2 separate regions of the Rattus norvegicus genome follow, and region 1 is linked to region 2. The links are chromatin contacts, called in public HiChIP or PLAC-seq maps. All regions are on one chromosome and are shown on one strand. The core of a region is the stretch at or near the end of the contact, and the rest is flanking DNA. Distances in the headings are between cores, read along the strand shown. Region 1 overlaps Scube3 (signal peptide, CUB domain and EGF like domain containing 3). Region 2 overlaps Anks1a (ankyrin repeat and sterile alpha motif domain containing 1A).

The links. HiChIP or PLAC-seq counts read pairs in DNA pulled down with a chosen protein or histone mark.
Region 1: a contact with region 2 is called in an H3K27ac HiChIP or PLAC-seq map of oligodendrocytes, with 5 times the contacts expected there. The contact joins two enhancer-like sites.

The regions. Positions count from the first base shown.
Region 1 is chr20:6,228,768-6,231,726 of GRCr8, reverse strand. Scube3 (signal peptide, CUB domain and EGF like domain containing 3) reads right to left here. Exons shown (of 22, transcript NM_001271362.2): 22 at 1-2,544. The coding sequence ends at 2,395. All of the region lies in intron 1 of LOC108349039 (a long non-coding RNA gene), which reads left to right. Among named protein-coding and RNA genes, the nearest start is that of Zfp523, 15 kb to the left of the region's middle. Within about 2 kb of position 1,461, at least 24 of the 93 cell types and tissues checked have an H3K27ac peak or open chromatin away from gene starts, as enhancers often do.
Region 2 is chr20:6,058,318-6,061,204 of GRCr8, reverse strand. All of the region lies in intron 11 of Anks1a (ankyrin repeat and sterile alpha motif domain containing 1A), which reads right to left. Among named protein-coding and RNA genes, the nearest start is that of Tcp11, 78 kb to the left of the region's middle. Within about 2 kb of position 1,389, at least 50 of the 93 cell types and tissues checked have an H3K27ac peak or open chromatin away from gene starts, as enhancers often do.

The sequences.
Region 1 (2,959 bases), core at 212-2,711, 170 kb before region 2:
CAGGATCCTCTGTAAGCTCTGCCTGGATTCCTAACTGCCAACTCGGTTGGTGCCTCAGGGCCAGGATCCTCTGTAGCTCTGCCTGGATTCCTAACTGCCAACTCGGTTGACAGCTCAAGTGCTCGCTTGATCTCCTCCATCCTCCTTGACATCAGCTAAGTCTAGTGGCTGCTCTCTCCATTAACCAGCTAAGTCTAGTGGCTGCTCTCTCCATTAACCAGCTAAGTCTAGTGGCTGCTCTCTCCGTATGGTGGATCTCATGCGCCACTCCATCAGCCATAGAGTAAATGATTAGAGGAAATGTCTGTGCATGTGTGATGTGTGACGGGAATGCAGAGAAGCTACACCCTAAAGGCACACATTGGGAGGCACTGTCACGGTGTGGCTTTCCAGGAGCTGGGCAGAATGGCAGGGAGAGAGGATCTGCAGTTATCCATGCTCCTATTAGGACGATCAGAGTTGATCCAGGCTGTTCTGGAGCGCTTCTGGGGAAGCACAGACATCCCTCTAAATGCCCAGTCACCCCTTTGTATGAAGCCATTTAACAGCTTTACAATAGCCTCTGACCCCCACCCCACCCTGACCATGTTGGCTAATGTGTCCCGGAAGCTGGCCTTGTTTGCTGTGTGTGTGAGGATCAGACTTTTTGGTAGTTGAAACTCTTGGCAGTTACCTAGAGTTGGACCTGAGGACTCACGGTGGCTGTCCAGGACTCCAGCCTCAGGGGAAGGAGAAGGAACAATTGGAGACTTTACAGGCAGCAACTGGGTTAAGGGTAGAGCATGGGTAGAGCCTGGGCCCGGGCACAGACGCCTTTCTTCCTTTTGAAACAGTAGTCGAAACAGGCTTGAGTCAGCTCCAGGAGGCAGGCAGCCAGTGTCAGGCACATGTCTGCTTCTTGTTCCTTCACCAGCTTCATACATGGCTAACTATCCAAGTTGAGGCTGCTCCAGCCTCTGGACGTCCTGGGAGCTTTCGCTGGCCATCCTGATGCTCTTCCATGGTATGTCAGGAGAGAGCATGAAGCAGGAAGACAGGTTGTCCCTACTCGCAGGAGATTCCTGACCAGTCCATCTGCATCTGTGACCACGAATCCACAGAGACAGACACAAGGAAGGCAGCATTGGCTCAGGCAGGAAGCCTCTTCCTCCCGCCCCATCACTTTACGGAGCTGGTCTCCGGTGCCTTGGGCGCCTCTGAGGGCTTGCACAGCCGAGGGCTCTGAAGTTCTGGGCGGCCTCAGCTAGGACAGAGACAGATGAGATGCTCTGGCTCTTAAGGCTGCTGACAGTCAGACTGCTGTTCCTCCACTCCCAACACAGCCCTCCTGGGCAGCTATAAATAGGGCTAAGCTAAGAGGAAAAAGAAACAAACAAAAAACCCCTCCCTCTAGACAACACAGAAAGACTCAAAATGATTGCACTTCTCAGATGTGGAGAGGGTGGGCAGGCAGCTTGCCAAGGGCACTCACTCACTCCTCCTGCTGCCCACAGCCTGAAGCTAGAGGTAGGCAGCTCCAGGCTGACTGCAGAGCCCATCCTCTTTGCTGGAGCCCACAAGCCACCTGGGGCTACAAGGGAAAAACAACCGTGGAGCAAGGTCCAGACCCGGAGAGCCAACAGCCAGGTTTCTCTAGGGACAGCACTTAACAGGCTCCCCAGGGAGCCCTTAGGTAGGGTGAGGGCACAGCTGGCACAGAGGGCTGGCAAGGAAAGGGTTAGTGTTTGAGGCTGGCTTCTACTTGTTCTGCAGGGAGCTCCTTTAGGCAATACATTTTCTTTCCTTTGTTTTGGGCAATGTTTTGAAAAGCTGCTTTCTGTCCTGCAGAGCTATCTGAGAGCTTTGTATGTCTGGGGCCCCTGCCTGCTGTTCTCCCTTCCCTGGCAGGGGTTTGCCAGCCCAGCAGTATGGAAACTTGTAAACCCTACGGAGTCAGCCCCAGTCAGAGCAAGGAGCTCCACAGATGAGGACACCAACTGTGTGGGCACCCCAGGGCTCAAAGTGTGTGCCCCAGCAGCCCAGTCGGGATAAACCTGCCATGTCAAAGGCTTCTTTGGCAGGACTCTGGGCTGGGAAGAGTCACTCTGGGGATCACAGGCTGCTGAGGGAGGAATCTTTTGGCTCCTGGCTAGCAAGGCACCGCAGTATAATGGCAGAGGGGTAGAGGGTGTCTATTCCTTCACCCCTGGGGGGAACAGACAGCACTGAATGACTTTTCCAGGAGAGAGACAGAAGGAAGGCAAGGTAACTAGAAAGACAGAAGGGGAGAGTGCCTGGTGTCGTGGTATCGCTCCTCCAAGAGGAGAAGACAGTTTGTTGTCTGAGGTCGGGGTGCCAGCTCTGAGGGCCAGGGAGGTGGGAGCTCTGAAACCCGGGTCTCGGAGCCCACAGGCACTATTTGTAAGGCCTCAGGAAGCTGGAGACCTTGGAGCGCAGTAACTTGATGAAGGACTTTGGCAGCATCTCCTTGTGTTTCTCTGTGTACTTGAAGTAGTTTTGGGGGTGGGCCAGGACCTCAAAGAAGGCCTTGATAAGCTTCTTATCCTGCAGAAGATGGCAGGTGGCAGTTGTCAGCTTGGGTGGCATGTGGAAAAGGGAAATACTCAGCAGACCTCCTCCTGTCCAACAGCGGCTCCCACCGAGCATGCCCAGAGGTGAGCCCTGGCCTCCTGTCCCTACTGCCGGCGCCCCAGAACCCTGCAGCCCAGGTAGTGACACAGGCCTAGTCCTCCACTGCTAAGGCCCGGCCCTGACCATTTCCTCAGAGCTACAGCCAACTGTTGACTCTCCCTTCAGTGTATGCCCAGCATCTGACCAGCTTGCCATCCCCACAGCTGTCACACGGAGGGAAGCCACCGTAATCTCTTGCCTGGGCTGTTCCAATGGTGGGTCTGTTCCTTTCCTTTGTTTTATGTGATGCTAAGGGTGGGGCTGAGGCCCTCATACACACTAGGCTAGT
Region 2 (2,887 bases), core at 140-2,639:
ACAGCCCCCTGGGCTGTGACTAACAGGTCCTGACAGCACCACCTTCCGCCCACCCTGAGCTCATCACTGCAGAGGCCATTCAGTTCCTGGGATCTTCAGGGTCTCTCTTCGTCATCAGAGCCACCTTCCTGGCATGATGGGCAGAGTCACACAGACGTTCTCCTAGAACGCACAACACTCAACCAAGATTTAGCACCGTCCCTTAGTCCTGGCCTTCCCAAGTGCCCATTTCTACTGGTTACGTAATACTCTCTCAGTCAGGCTGGAAACCGCCCTCAGCACCCAGCCCTTGCTCATCCATGCCTGGCCGCACCTCCGCTGTCCTACCCTCAGACTTGTCCCACTCCTTCCTCCTCCCCTAACTTCCTCCTGCCCCTCTGGGATAGGCTCTAGTTACCAGCAGAGACTCATGAAGGTTCCTGGCTGCAAGCTATTCCTGCCTCCGCCGGCCTGTCCCAAGCCCTGACTCCCAAATTCTACCCTTTTGAGCGTGTGGCTCCTAGGCTGTCACCCCACTCCTCGAGTTTCAACAATACCGCTCTGTCTCTGGAATAAAGACTGACATTTGAGATCCAACACTCTGTGACAAGTTCTCTTTGTTCCAGTCAAACTGGAGTCTGGCCCTGATCCAGGCTACTCTCCACCTCCTCCCTCCACCCTCTGTCGTGTGCCACACCCCTGCCTGGAACCTCTGGTCATCTCCCTCCCCAGTGCTGGCCTTTCAGGTTGAAGTCTCTGTTTCAGGGCTTGGCTCAGACACTCTCTTCACAGACCTATCTCTGATCTCTTACGTGAACGTAATTTGTCTCACTTTTGAATATCAAATTGCTTTTTAAAAACCATTTTCGTGTGATCTTAACATATTCTGCCCTCTTTCACCTTTCGACTACTTTCTGTAATTATCATACATGTCCATATACATATATATATATATATCTGTCAAAACATTTGGACAACACAGAGATGCTACTCACAAAGCTTGTTTAATCAGAAGGAGAGCGAGCTGTTCTAACCCTGCAGCAGCAAGAGGAGTGGGGAGGCAGCCAGAGGCCTGGCTTCGTCAGGAGCCTAAGTCAGAGGCTGGGGAGAAGATGCTGGCCCATGAGACTCAACTGCCAAGCTTCTGTCCACAAAGTCACAAAGGCGTGCAAGCTTCTGCCATGAAAAGCCAGCCCGGACCTTCAGGCTGAGGGAAGGGACTGAGGACAGCACTATTTTCTCTTTCTGAAATCTGAGTAAGGGGGCCCTGCTCAGCACTGGAGAGGGCTTACCAAGGTGACAGGATCGGAGGGAGAACTGCAGACAGAGAACAGGCCCCTGCCCTCCAAGAAGATCAGTCTTCTTACTCAGGTGCATGCATGGCTCTCGGGAACAACACCTCGACTCCCTCTGGAACCACACTACGTGGCATTCACATACGCCTCAGAGCAGCCACTGCCGCTCGTGCTAAGTCACCTCTTCACAGACCCAGAGTGCCAAGGACAGTGCTGTGACTACTAGGCCTACTGGCTACTTTCCTTTGTGCTATCCAACCTGGAAAGCAGCCACTGCAATCCCGAGTGGTCACACGTCCGGACTGCACGGACAGAAATGGCTCAGACCCACTGGCCCTGACTTGGAAACAATTTGAAGCACAGAGGGTCCCCCTTCCTTGTTACAACTATCAGTGCCCAGTGGGCCTGGTGACTTTTGGGAGATGCATTTTCTGCCTCGTGGATCTGCTAATGTGTCCTCCCGTGGCTGGGTGTTTCCATCCTGTAAGTGCGATCAACATTTCTGGTGGGAATTCTCCTGTGTCGTGGTGGGCTCAGTGCTCCTGCTCTCCAAGACTGTTAAGTTTTAGGAAAGTAGGGATCCTTTGTGGTTCAAACACAGACACAGGGCCACTTCTGTCTGTACTTCCCGAAGTATCTGACTCTGAGACTGGCCCCCAGAGGCATCAGCTCTGCTTTTTACACAAGATTTGTAGTCACTGAATGCCAGGCTGTCCCACAGTTCCTGACCCCACCCCCACATGCGGCCTGTGTCTATGGCTTGACTTCCCCGCTTCTCTTCTCCTCCTTCAGATACAGTGTGACAGCTGCAAGGAGGCTGGGGCCACAGCGAAGCCTGAGTGTGTTTGCCCGCATGTTATCTCCACTCCTCCTCTCTGCTACTCCCCTCCCAGCCTCTCTTCTCAGGGTCACTGTGCCACGTCACGAGGCCACCATGCTATATCACAGTGTCACATCTGGGATACGCTTAAACTCCGGAGCTTAAAAGGCCCTCTGGCCTCCAAATGATGGGACTACAATGTGCATGCGTCTCCTCACCAGACACCATTCATCTTAATGTAAAAAACAAAAATTGACAAAAAAAGCAAACAAAGCAAAACAAACAAACAAAAAAAACCAAAAAACAAAAACCCACAAAATCATAGGCACCTCAGAAACTAAATAAGCAGGACTGCACATCTTGAGAAGCGAAGGCATTTCCCAATTTTGTTTTTTCTAGCGTGTGTGTGTGTGTGTCTGTGAGACTGGATCTCTTACTGAGCCTAGGGTTTTATCAATAGGCTAGGACAGCTGCGGTCCTCCTGTTCCTACCTCCCTGGTACAGGGGTTAGAAATTCCTGTTGTCAGCCAGGTAGTCGTGGCGTATACCTTTAGCTCCAGCACTTGGGAAGCAGAGGCAGGCGGATCTCTGAGTTCAAGGCCAGCCTGGTCTACAGAGGGAGTTCCAGGACAGCCCGGGTTACTCAGAGAAATCCTGTCTCAGAAAAAAAAAAAAAAAAAAAAAAAAAGGAAAGAAAGAAAGTCACGCTTCTATGTTTGGTATCTTTGTGTGGGCTCTGGTGATCAGACTCAGGTCCTCAGGCTTGCAAGGCGTGTGCTGACAGAGCTTGGCC